Regions from separate parts of the Sus scrofa genome. Here region 1 is linked to region 2. A link is a contact called in public promoter capture Hi-C data. All regions are on one chromosome and are shown on one strand. Each heading gives the region's core, a stretch centred on a gene start, on an enhancer-like site or on the middle of the called end of the contact. The rest is flanking DNA. Distances are from core to core; before and after follow the strand shown.

Region 1 (6,648 bases), core at 618-3,117, 150 kb after region 2:
GCCAATAAAAGCGACCTTCCCTGAAATTAAAAAAAAAAAAAAATCCCCCAAATCTCAGGCCCAATCAACCCAAATTCCTAGAGCCCATTTATTTTGACCTGGTTAACCCCAGCTCCAAGAACTCTCCAAGCAATACCGTGGTCTTTCCCAAAGCATTTTTTTCTCCCTTCCTATTCACCAAGATAGACAGCCAACTGTGGCTCACTGGGTGCAGTCAACATCAGCGGGGGAGAGGATTTGGCAAAGAAAAAGGTAAATCATAACCAGCCAAGGGTGATTTACACTTCTCACTATCCCTTAGCCTCAGGGTGGTAGCAACAATTATACAGATTTAGGCAGAATAATACGATGAATAATCCCCTGAAATAAGGACAGCATTAAATAAGCCAAAACAACAACAACAACAAAATCTAAGCTTTTCAAAGGCTTCGTAATATGCAAATTAGGATCTCAACCTCTAATTGGCGCAGTATTTTCTCTCCTGAAGTGTGTTCTGATTGGCTCCCAAATAGCCACTGCAAACCAATGGGAATGGAAATTTTAGAAACATCTAGAAACTAGAATAACCTCTTCCTCAAACTGCACTCTTTCCTAACGTGTCTCGACCTGGGAAACTAGGCAGCAAAGCGCGAGCAAAGGCCAAGACCCGCTCTTCGCAGGCCGGGCTCCAGTTCCTGGTGGGACGAGCGCACCGTCTGCTCAAGGGCAATTGCTCCGAGCGGGTCGGGGTCAGAGCGGCCGTGTACGTGCTGGTGCTACCGGAGGAGCAGACGGACGAGATCCTGGGGCAGGCGGGCCAAGGTGGCTAGCCAGAAGGCGCCGCATCGTCCCGCGCACCCTGCAGCAGGCCATCCCCAACGAGGAGGTCAATAACCTGAGCTGCGTGACCATGGCGCAAGGGCGGTGTCCAGCCCAACATCCAAACAACCAAAGTAGAACAAGAGTCACAAGGCCGATGGCAAGAAAAGGGTTGAGAACACTATCCCGGCGCTGAGTATCTTTAGGCTCTTTTCCGAGCCATTTAGCGCTCAAAAGTTCCGCGCGCGCCCCCTGGCGCATTAAGTCTCAGCCAATCACATAAAAGCGGCAAGTTTAAAAAAGAATTCACCGAAAAACATTAGGTCCAGCCCTTTTACCTGAAAGCAGTGGGTGGCTCTGAAAAGAGCCTTTAGGTTTGCAAAGCAGGAGGTCCCGCCACAATTTTACTTCTTCTTGGAGACGGCTTTCTTGGCCTTTGTAGCCTTGGGTTTTGCGGCTTTAGGCTTGGCTGCCTTGGGCTTGGGGGCTTTGGCCTTGGCCGGGCTCTTAGCAGCCTTTTTCGGCTTGGCTGCCTTCGCCTTCTTCGGGCTCTTGGCCACCTTCTTGGTGCCAGCTGCCGCTGCCGGCTTCTTGGCTTTCTTGGGGGTCTTCTTGGCGGTCTTCTTTGGGGTGGCTGCTCCGGTAGCCTTCTTGGGCTTCTTGGTTGCCCCAACAGACTTCTTAGGCTTAGCTGCTCCCGCTTTCTTAGCTTTGGGCTTGGCTTCCCCGGTGGCCGCCTTCTTGTTGAGTTTGAAGGAGCCCGAAGCGCCAGTGCCTTTAGTCTGCACCAGGGTGCCCTTGCTCACCAAGCTTTTAAGCCCCAGCTTGATTCGGCTGTTGTTCTTTTCCACATCGTAGCCGGCGGCAGCCAGCGCCTTCTTGAGCGCGGCCAGAGACACGCCGTTGCGCTCCTTGGAGGCGGCGACAGCCTTGGTGATGAGCTCGGACACCGGAGGCCCAGACGCTTTGCGTTTCCCAGCAGCTGCGCCCGTCTTCTTCGCCTTTTTCTTTACAGGTGTTTTCTCTGCAGGCGCGGGAGCAGCAGGAGCCACTGGAGCGGTCTCCGACATCTTTCTGACTATCCAGGAAAAGCAAAAAGTACGCTTAAACTATCAGAATGGCGTGTCCCAAGCGCCGCCGGCTGGGGGTTTATATAGAGAGTCGCTGAGTGATGATTGGTTGCCTGCTCGGTGCGCCGCACTGCTAAGAAGGGCTCCTCAGCTCTGCCGAGTGGCTGTGTTTTTTGCCCCTTAAAAAAGAAGAAAAATATAAGAAGTCTGGGCACGAAATAATTAGGGATTTGGGGGAAATTGATCCGACACGCTTCAGGCTTCATTCCTGCCTTATTTGCTGTACCTGGTTTCAAAACTGGCCCCCTGAAACTTTCCCGATTCCCCCAACTCTCTTTGAAACTTCAGTCAAATCGAGACAACTTTCAGATTTTCCTTAAAATTACTATTTCTCTCTGTTTCCTTTGCAAATCTTTCTTCCAGGGCCTTGTCATGCACATTGTTTTCTTTGCAACCCTATATAAATAAGCTCATTTTTACTCAAATATACAAGGAAAAACGGTTTTTCCGCGGGAGCAATAACACAGCTCTCCTGCAACTTGTTTGCACTAAGCCCTGGGAATTGGCACTGGGGTAGAAAATTCTACGTCCGAGATGGATAACTATTTTAGAAAAGATAGATTTTTTTTGAAAAAAGTATTTCAGTGATCAGTGTATAAACTAGTTTGGTCCCAGTATTTCAGTATTTGAAACATTTTAGGAAGGATGGGGTGTGAGGCTACTCCATTTGTGTTCTAGATAAACAGTTCCAAATCAAGTCACCAACCCTCTTTACAAATTAGTATGATGGATTTTTCAGACCTGGAATGTGCATTAAAGATCAATCATGCCATCTACAAAGACTAAAAGTGAATCATGAAGCAACAGAATAGAAATTCTACATCATTTTACCAGCTATGAGTTCAAGAACACTGTAAGATCACATGGGTTGGAATTGTAAAGTACTTATACATGCCCTGTCCATAGAATTTTTCTCTTCTAATATTTAGCATAGAATTGTGTACATATTTCCTATATTTCAAAATGTTATTTAAAATACAAATTTGACTTACTTTTTTCAATATTGCAAGGAGGGACAGAGAGATTCAGAAAGAAAAAAATTTAGATCACTTTCTGAATCTTTATAACTCTCCTTGGGGGTTTTACTAACAAAATATGAACCAGGCTGTCATAATCTAAATTAATTAGCTGGATATATTCACCTAAGCATTTGAGCAAACTTTTCATAACAAATATGACTGACTTTACTACTCTATCTCTTTGCAACACCCAGGACTAATGGAATAAGGAAAATATTGGACAATTAAGCATAAAATATCCTCCAAAGAATCAAATACTGAAATGAAACCTGATGTTTGTCAAAATAAATAAACAACAAAAGTATTTTGGTGCTATGTTTTTTCTAGTAAATACCTCTACGTCCAAAAATCTAGTTATTCTGGCCTATATTTAATGGTGATTTGATAATTTTCTCATACAATTCCGAGACAAGAATATTTACTGATGTCATCTCTCCGCATTTAACTAATTCCATAAAAATCACTTGGCTTGTTTTTAAATAGTCATTATTGGCTGGCACTGTCTCTGGGACTTGAGATCATGTTATAGACCAAATACACTCACTGCACATAAAGAGGAGAGCTTAGGAGTTCCCTGGTGGCTCCACAGGTGAGGGATCCGAAATTATCACTGCAGCATGGCCTGGCCCTGGAAATTTTTCATGCTGCAAATGTGGCCAAAAAAAGGTGGGGAGGAGCTTATAGGATTGGATCTAGAGCTTTCCAGTTTTCCCAGGACAGGCATTTTATGAGTACCTGGAAGAAGAGGTTCCTTTTCATCTTCAATAGCTTCACTGTCAATACAAATGGTAACAAACATTATATACGCCATTTTCCTTTTCAGTCCAGAGCCTAATACTATCTAGAATTCAAGATAAATTAAAACTCAGATTTTTATAAGATTACTATTGGCCATCATTATATAATATCAGGCGTTTTATAATTATTGGAATTCCTCCCTAAGATACATGTACTCAATTTAAGATAGCTGAAAAACTCTTTCTACAGCAGACATCACCATTTCTTTCTTGTGCAACTATTACTGGTTCTCATGGCTATTTAAGTTCCACATAAGTGAGATGACATTGGGGCTCAGGGCCATTTGCTTAATTGTTTACAGGTAATCTGTGCCCTTCCTGGAGAGCAATAATTGAGATATTATGTTCCCTAAAATGTTCTTCCCCAGATGTTTAGAGAAGAATGAAGCTGTGTTGTGTATAGGTTCTGTTATTGCTTGAGATCCAGGGACTGATGCTCTAACTGTAGGGTGGGCAAGGTTCTTGAAACTTGAGAAGTTTCACCTATTACTTGGTAAACTTGAGAAGTTTCACCTATTACTTGGTACCCCACCAAAAAAGTTGCATTTATTACTTATGAACTCTCTATTTGTTTATGTCCTAAAACAGTGGATTTTCTGCTAGACTAAGACATGAACTATTTTTATTTTTATAGATGAAAAATTACCTAAGAAAACTAAAGTTGCATAAGTGATGGATGTTTCACGACTTCATGTTCTCTCAATTTTGGTGTCAACCACCCATCCACCATAGTAAATACCTGTGAAAGATATAGGATGCTGCTTACCAGGGCAGTCCAGAGGGCCTGTACTTAGGTGTTCCAAAATGCCATAAATTTCAAACATTTAAGGCAAAAAATGACCATGATGAGTAAATACCAAATCTATTTATTTGCAAATAGAGTACTGTGTGACAATCTAATGTGTTAGAACAGTAATGAGAAAGCGCATCTATTTTAATTTCTGTCAGACGATCTCAGCAGAAGACACTCTCCCACTTGAAACTACTTTTTAATCACATCTATATAATTTTATTCCCTAAAAAGGATACTACTACTCTCAAACTTCCAATTTCCTCTTTTTTTTTTTTTTTTTTTTTTTTTTGCTTTTCAGGGCTGCACCCAAGGCACTTGGAAGTTTCCAGCCAGGGATCTAATCGGAGCTGCAGCTGCCAGCCTATGCCACAGCAATACTGGATCTGGATCTGAGCCACGTCTGTGACCCACACCATAGGTCACCGCAACGCCAGATCCTGGTCCCACTGAGCAAGGCCAGGTGTCAAACCCACATCCTCATGGATACTAGTCGGATTTGTTTCCATTGCACCACAATGGTAACTCCTCCCAATTTCCTTTTTACTTGTCCTTCTACATACATTCTGACTATCTGGTACACCCCAAAGTGTGTACCTGGTAATTCTACTCTACTTTAAAAATACCCCAATCCTCATTCTCAGCTATCTATGACACTCCCTTTCCCAGGCTGGGACTGGAAGTTCTTCAGAAGAAATTCTCTATCATAGTATAGCCCAATAAAACCTACTGCAATGACAGAAATGTTCTGTATCTGTATCTTTCAACAGACAGCCACTACACCTGCCCGTGGTCATTGAGCACTTAAAAAGTAGAGTGACTGAAGAAAGTCATTTTTAATTTCACTTAATTTTAATTAAATTTGAATGAACACATGTGGTAGCAGCTAACGTGAGAAAGCACAGCTCTCAAAGCATGCTTCTCAGACTTGAATGAGTACACCTCCCACCTGGAGATCTTGTTTATAATGCCATATCAAAAATTCAGTAGATTTGAGGTTGGGCCCAAAATTCTGAATGTCCATCAAGCTCTCAGGCGATGCTAATGTTGCTGGGATAGGGCTGCTCCAGCCATCACTACCAGAATGAACCTAGGAAACTGCTGGGTAGATATTAAGACCTTTCACCCAGAGTTTACTTCTTGCTCCCTTCTGCTAGACTTTGAGTTCGTTAAAAGAATGTGTGTGATCTGTCTTTGTAAACCTGACATTTGTACACCATTCTTGGCATATAGAAGACCCTAAATTGTTGAATGAATCAATCAATCAATGATTCTTGTTTGATGCCTTTCTCAAAAAGGAGAGTATGGAAGATCACAATGTCTAAATCTACAGGTAACCACACCCAAACAAAATCTCAAATCGCCTGTGACTCAAGGAAATTAATAATCTTCTGACTGCCTAAATAGTGAGTACCAGCAGACAAGGGATTTTTTTTTTTTCAATCCCCCCATAGTACATCGAAGGCACTCAATATGAATTTGTGGAATGTAAGTGCTGTCTTTCGTCTATTAAAATATCGATTAGTCTCATCTGTATGTAGAACATCAATTACCCTTTTTACTGGGACAGCATTTCAGTCTATTAGTGTAATTTTTGTTAATCCTCTTAATTTGCAGGCTTTTGTTCATCACGATGAACCCTCAATGCTTTATGGACACAGCTCTGTGGTAGGTGACAAGTAATAAGACTGAATCAAAAGGCTTCAGTTCTAACGCCAATAGTGCCACCTATTAGAACAGGATTAGGTCTTCACGCCAGAGTCTTCACCGTCACAAAGGAAATAGTGCCTTAAAAATTTGGGAACAAAGAGTGGCAATTCAGTTAATGTTGGTTCGCCTTCCTAGAGCTCTCTCCTTATCAGGAATGCTGATATCGGTGTACGTGTAAATGCTCTGTAAAATGGCAAAGTTCATTATCAGCCAAATTTAATAAGTACTGCCAGAGTTTAAGATTTACTCCTGACTCTTTTTCAGTATCTTCACATTTAAAAATAATTGTATTCCACTTTCTCTCCCTTTTGTAAACAAGTGTAGCGTTACTGCCTCCTTTTTATTAATGATAAAAGGAAGGGACCTGTACAATGAGAATTGAGAAAATCCACAGGCACGTAACT
Region 2 (6,834 bases), core at 981-3,480:
TTTGAGTGAGGAAAGATAATCAATGTATATAAAGACCAAGATGACACAGATATTAGAATTATCCAAATAGGGTTCTAATCCAGCCATTATAAAAATACTTAAAGGAGAAAAATTGGTGTTTCTTCTGAATCCAATTGGGGAGATGTGTGAATTTTTATCTCTGGCTTCTCACCACTCTCCTATAGTTTTGGGGTGTTAACTGTGAGTCCAATTCATCTGAATTTTTTTTTTTTTTTTTAATTTCCAAGTTTGCTTGTTAAGAATCAGCCAGGTATCAGTACAGATCTCAAAAGGGCCTAGCTTTTAGTGTAGGAGCTCAGGTTTGGGCTTCATTTTGTCATTTAAGCACACAGTTTTAGGTAAAATATCAACTATTAAAAAAAAGGAGAGAAAAGGAAGACAGAAGAAAGCATACAGGCAGACATTATGAAGGACAAGAAGGGGGAAAAAAATAATCCCTACCTCAGAAGATCATTTTGAAGAGGCTGAGATAATACTACTACCCAGACATCCAGGAGGAGAGCCTAACGATCAGTGATTCTTAAACTTCATCTTGAGTTGAGTAATTTATTTTTTCATGTGGGTGTGGGGTTTATAATTATTATTATTATTTTAATTCCTAGGACTAGCTTTCACCACTATGTTTTTTTGTGCATGCTGAGATAGAAAATGCTTCTCATATAGGAGTCAGATGACTGGTGTATGATCTGGTACAAGATCATTTACAATTAAATTTTCTTTGGTCTTTTTTGGAGACACTTAAGTTCTGTTTCTTCATCCAAATACACTGTTTTATGTCACATCCATATGGTGCTCATAAACTGGAGGAAAATACGCCATCCCGCCCCCTACACCTTCTAATAGGCAGCCATCTGCAGATATTTTCTCAGCTCTTCTTGCCACTCAAACCCAGACCTGGGCCAACCCCACTCACTGACTCCTCTTCCTCAACCAAAGACCTTCCCATCAGGATTATTTTGGGAATCGCGGGTTCTTTGAAAAAGGTTTACGGAGGAAAACCAGCACATCTTCCTCTCTAACTGGGGCCCCGCTAGGTCACCGACGAGGTGGCGCCAGACGGGAAAAGCCGGCAAATTCAAACACTTTGTCCCTCCTAGAGCGATAATGCCTCCCTCTCAGGCGCTTCTAGTGGCACCCCGAAAGATAAATGATCCAGGAAACGGGAGCCAGTATTTCAGGGATGGGAGTAAAATTGAAAAGGCTTTAGACTGGCTGTTGCCATCAGTAAACAATTCTAATGCGAAACGAGAAAATCTCATTTCAACCGCGTCCAAATAGCTTGAGATAACACCCCATGAAAGCGCCCACAGCTTGTTAAAGGAACCACAGGCGACTTGGCTTTATTCCCAAATGCCAGAGTTCAGGCTCCAAAACAAAAAGCCACTACCAGCCCTTTTTGCTGCCTTGACCAAACCCCCCCTTATCCCCCTTTCAAAGGGCAGGCTGGATTATCATGCCCTGAGGGTATCCTCTATCCTCTGAAATCCTCTAAATGCCTCAGCACCCAGCAGGGAAATTCCAATATCCACATCAGAAAATTCTACCTTTGTGGAAAAGAGCGAGCATTCCAACAGTTTAATAAGCACTTGGATGCTCAGTCTTTGGGAAATGTTTCAACTATCAACAACCACAAGAGTAGATTTTTAAACGCAAGTAGTGTTGCATTTAATTTAAACCAAGACAAACAGTTACAGCTCTTCTCTGACAAAGTGGGTGGCTCTGAAAAGAGCCTTTGAAATACGAAGTGCTTATGAAAGCACTTATTTGGAGCTAGTGTACTTGGTAACCGCCTTGGTTCCCTCGGACACAGCGTGCTTAGCCAGCTCCCCCGGCAGCAGCAGGCGCACAGCCGTCTGGATCTCCCTGGAAGTGATGGTCGAGCGTTTGTTGTAATGGGCCAGGCGCGAAGCCTCACCGGCGATCCGCTCGAAAATGTCGTTGACGAACGAATTCATGATGCCCATAGCCTTGGAGGAAATACCAGTGTCCGGGTGGACCTGCTTCAGTACCTTGTACACATAAATGGAGTAGCTCTCCTTACGGCTGCGCTTTCGCTTTTTCCCATCTTTCTTTTGCGCCTTGGTGATGGCCTTCTTAGAGCCCTTCTTAGGAGCTGGAGCAGACTTGGATGGCTCAGGCATGGCGTGTCTTCACCGCTGCAGAAACACTCACCGCAGTCTCCACAGTCAAGATTAGTGGTGTGAAGAGTCGAGTCCATTTATTTATAGTCGCTCAATGCAAATGAGGGTTCTTGAAGTCTCACTTCTGATTGGATACACATGGTACATTGTCATTATGGGGAGGAGAGTGGTTTATGCAAATAAGGGATATACACTCTCGTTTTCTATTGGATTAAAGAAGGCACCTATTTCAACCAATCGGATAGCTTACTGGCGCATCTCTGACCTTAAAAAGTTTTCTTCCTAGAAGGGTGTTTTCTCGTTACAAGCACAGTGTTTTCTTTTTAATTTCACGGTTTTATTATGTCTGGACGCGGTAAACAAGCAAGCAAGTTCCAGCTAAGGCCAAAACTCTGTCTTCTCGAGCTGGTTTGCAGTTCCCGGTGGGAGGAGTGCATCGCCTGCTCCGCAAGTGCAATTATTCCAAGTGGGTTGGCGCGGGTACCCCCGTGTACTTAGCGACGCTACTGAGCACCTGACTGCCGAGATCCTGGAGCTGGCAGGTCACGCTCCCCGCGAAAACAAACAAGAAAACGCGTATTAAACCTCGCCATTTGCATCTTGCCATCCGCAACGACGAGGAGCTCAACAAGCTTTTGAGGAAAGTCACCATCGCTCAGGCTGGCGTCCTGTCTGTCCCACATCCAGGCAGTGCTGCTACCGAAGAAGATTGAGAGCCACCACAAGGCCAAGGGCAAGTAAAGTCAAGACAAAACACGTAGCCTTTTTACAAGTAATCTAAAGGCTCTTTTCAGAGCCATCCACGTTTTCACACACAAAAAAGCCGGTAGCCAGGTTATGCTGTGTTAGTGGTTGTCTGTCTTGTAACACAGTGAGGTTAGAACAGTTCCAGGGAAGCAGGATGTCTCACAACAAGTATTTTAGTGTATACCAGGTGGAAATTCTGTAACCCACAAAACTACAAAAAGGAAAGAGAATCACGCTGCCTTGAAGTAGCGAGAAGTAAGGAAATTTGCCTTTGGCCAATAAACTCGCTTTTTCAAAATTTTGAATTTAAGCGAAATTATTACAACAGTGTAAGCAAACATTAGTTCAATATCAAAGGTAATTTGTAAAATAGTACACCTAAGAACGCTTCTGTGTAGTTTCACAAGAGAATCTCGGGATTAGGGGAGTTAAGTTAACCAGAATTGGAAAGGGGCAGTCCAGGCTGAGACATTTAAAAACTAACCCAACTGTCTAAGAGAAAGACTGACAACAATTGTACTCAGTTTCGCCTGCGGACCGGCAAGATTCACGACCTTCGAGCATTTCAAGAATAGAAGAATCAAGTCTCACTCACATTTTCTGAACATGGTAAAAGTAAACACGGTCCTGAAATGGTTCGTTATGCCCGGAGTAGTTGGAATAGGATGAAATGAAACATTTATTTGAAAATTCGTAATTCATCCAATCAGATTCTCCGATAATTAACTGGTCCCGCCTTCACCTCTCAGCCAATGGTTTTATCGCGCGGTACATTTGAAAAATTAAAAAGACCAATCAGAATGCTTCTGACTATATTTAAAGAGAACAACCTAGGCGCGTTTCAGACACAACTTGTGTTTCTCTACTTGTGATGGCTCGTACTAAGCAGACCGCTCGCAAGTCCACCGGCGGCAAGGCGCCGCGTAAGCAGCTGGCCACCAAGGCGGCCCGCAAGAGCGCCCCTGCCACTGGTGGTGTTAAAAAGCCCCACCGTTACCGGCCGGGTACAGTGGCCCTGCGCGAGATCCGGCGCTACCAGAAGTCCACGGAGCTGCTGATCCGCAAGCTGCCTTTCCAGCGGCTGGTGCGCGAGATCGCGCAGGACTTCAAGACGACCTGCGTTTCCAGAGCTCGGCCGTGATGGCGCTGCAGGAGGCGTGTGAGGCCTACCTGGTGGGGCTCTTCGAGGACACCAACCTGTGTGCCATCCACGCCAAGCGTGTCACTATCATGCCCAAGGATATCCAGCTTGCCCGCCGTATCCGTGGGGAAAGAGCATAAAAAAGCTTTTTCTTTACAGTAGAAAAAAGGCTCTTTTCAGAGCCACCCACAATCTCACTTAAAAGCAGCTGTAATAAGATAGCTGAATTCTTAGAGTTAAATGGCGAGAAGTTTTAGTACAAGAAACCTAATCTTTGGGTTTGCGTTACCCAAGGGACTATGCGGTAGTTTGCTTAAGTTCTCAAGTTCAGTAATGTCAGCAGTGTTTTATCACTGCCTCTGCGTAGAGACCCTTGGCTGTGCTGCCAATATTTTTAGCCCTCTTGATTTCATCTAAGTATCCATAAACATCTACACAACGTTTGCAATTGGTTTGCCTCAAATGGGATTCAGGCACTAAAAACTAAAGCACACCGCCAGAGATCCACTAAATTTATATAACAAAAATATGTGCCTATGCATCTTTAAGTCAAGGGAATTTGAGATACTGAAAGGCAGCATTTCTAGAGCTCTCCTCTTTATTACCCATGTCCCAAAAACACCCATTTAAATGTGTTTAAATTTTCCACAAGTAGAAGTAACAGTAATGAAGGGTTTTTTTGAGGTCTAAAGCTTACACAACTTGGTGACTCAAAACTACAAACAGAATTGCAAACTAGATAATGACAATTTATAATAAAATCAGCAAGTTCCACTTTTACAAAACAGACAAAACCATCATCATGAAATTCAGAAAATAGCACATTTTATTAAATACAAGACTATAATGCTTTATTTTTCCATATTTTTTGACTACATGCTCCGTTTCCATCTTTAAAGGACAATTATTTTGTAATATTTTCTAAACAGTATAGACAGTGGTATGAGAATTCAGTATTCCCTTTAGGGTGATCACAATTTGCTTTACTTTCTTGACAAAATTTCAGCTTCAAAGCACTATTTATTAGTAATGTATGTTTTTAGGATTGTTTTCAAATTTAGAAAATATTCTGTCATGCTCCTTTCATGTGTGATTTGTAAAATTTAGAATTCTTCACAGGAATTCCTGTTGTGGCTCAGTGAGTTCAGAACCCAATTAGTATACTTGAGGATGAGGGTTTAATCCCTCACCTCTCTCAGGGGGTTAAGGATCCAGCATTGCCTTGCGCTGTAGTGTATATCACAGATACTGCTAGGATCTGGAGTTGCTGTGGCTGTGGAGTAGGCCAGCCAGCAGCCACAACTCCAATTCGACCCCGAGCCTGAGAACTTCCATATGCTGTGGGTGTGGCCCTAAAAAACAATAAATAAATAAATAAGAGCAAATCAACCTACTCCCATGGACCCCTTTCAGGGCCTTGAAGTACAGGATATGGCACTAGAGTTTCATTAGCTTCAGTGTAAATCTACCTCTCAGCACTGGTTATGCTTTTCCAAAATATCCACGCCTTCCCTATCCCCTTAAAGTTCTACTGTACCTCAGCAGAGTGCTCTGAGTTGAGAATCACAGATCCTGCATGACTCTCGGACTCAGAGCACTGCTTTTCCTGTTGCTTTAGATGAAGGTACCATTCTCAAAGAGAGCTACCAGGAGAAAGTTCACTGGGAGGATATAAAGTCAACTCTGAACAATAGGAACAATTCCAGTGTGCAGATGAGTTTGCTGGGACAACTTCACAGGTGTTATTGACATTGACCCATTCTGTATTGAAAATAATCTTCCTTTAGAGAGGCCCCTATGGAAGGAAGAAAATAAAAGGCACCGATTCATTGGAAGGAGCAGTCTAATAGCTAATAGTGACAGTTTTCCATGGATTGAGGACAACATGAACTGATTTGTTTGAATTATACATATATCACTTTTGCTACAACCCTCAAAGCAAGTTCTCTCACGCTCTCTCTATAACAGCAGAGGAACTTTAACCCAAGAGATTTTAGTGAATTGGCCAAATTCATACTATTAGTAAATATCATTGCCACGGAGTCTCATACCAAATCAACACTAGATATTTTTTGATTCAATAAGATTCCCCAAAATGGATGATCAGATCTAGTTTCTTCCTCACGGATAAAACTCTGTCTTGGAGCCAGATGGCCTTGGGATGAATGGGGAAGTGGCTGCAGTGTCCTGATGTAGGCTAAATTCTGTGATCAGATTCTTCTGTTCAAAGGCCTGGTATGAGATGAGGTAGGTAGGATGACCATGTGCACTTTATGGTCTTTAGTTACAGACTTCAGAACCAGGTCAGTTTAAATCTTGCCTTGTAAACACCTTGATTCTACGCCAGAGCAAGTATTCTCTTGTGTCGTCCTAACAGTATTTGCTATAGAGCTATAGTGTCCAAGATAGTAGCTACCAGCAATATGGGGCTGTTAAGCACTTGAAATGTGACCTGTCCAAGTTGAGATGCGCTTAAATTTCAGAGTTAGTATGAAAAATAGAATAAAAAAGTCCTTAATATTTTTGCCTTAGATTACTTGTTGAAATAATTTGATTATAGGGGGTTAAAATATTATTAAAATAGATTTTACTTTCTAAAAATACGGCTATTAGAAAAATTTTCATTATAGGGAGTTCTCTTTTTGGCTCAACGGTTAAGAACCTAATAGCTATGAGGATATGGGTTTGATCCCTGGCCTTGCCAGTGGGTAAAGGGTCTGGCATTGCCACAAGCTGAGGCATAGGTCTTAGACGTGGCTCAGATCTGGCACCACTGTGGTGTGA

The links. Promoter capture Hi-C pulls out the DNA fragments that hold promoters and counts their contacts.
Region 1: a promoter capture Hi-C map of fetal skeletal muscle shows a contact between it and region 2, with 5 times the contacts expected there. The contact joins the promoter of LOC595122 here to the promoter of LOC110261486 in region 2. A contact is called at or near these places in 3 of 5 promoter capture datasets (fetal liver, fetal skeletal muscle and liver), 11 of 47 Hi-C or Micro-C datasets (blood, embryonic fibroblasts, epiblast stem cells and 7 more) and 2 of 2 datasets of contacts at active chromatin or transcription factors (alveolar macrophages and skeletal muscle).

Annotation. Positions count from the first base shown.
Region 1 is chr7:20,880,440-20,887,087 of Sscrofa11.1, forward strand. LOC595122 (histone H1.3-like protein) reads right to left here and starts at 1,868. Exons shown (of 1, transcript NM_001031792.2): 1 at 1,203-1,868. The coding sequence starts at 1,868. The coding sequence ends at 1,203.
Region 2 is chr7:20,733,780-20,740,613 of Sscrofa11.1, forward strand. LOC110261486 (histone H2B type 1-B) reads right to left here and starts at 2,231. Exons shown (of 1, transcript XM_021098434.1): 1 at 1,658-2,231. The coding sequence starts at 2,162. The coding sequence ends at 1,782. It also overlaps the pseudogene LOC110261481 and the pseudogene LOC110261480.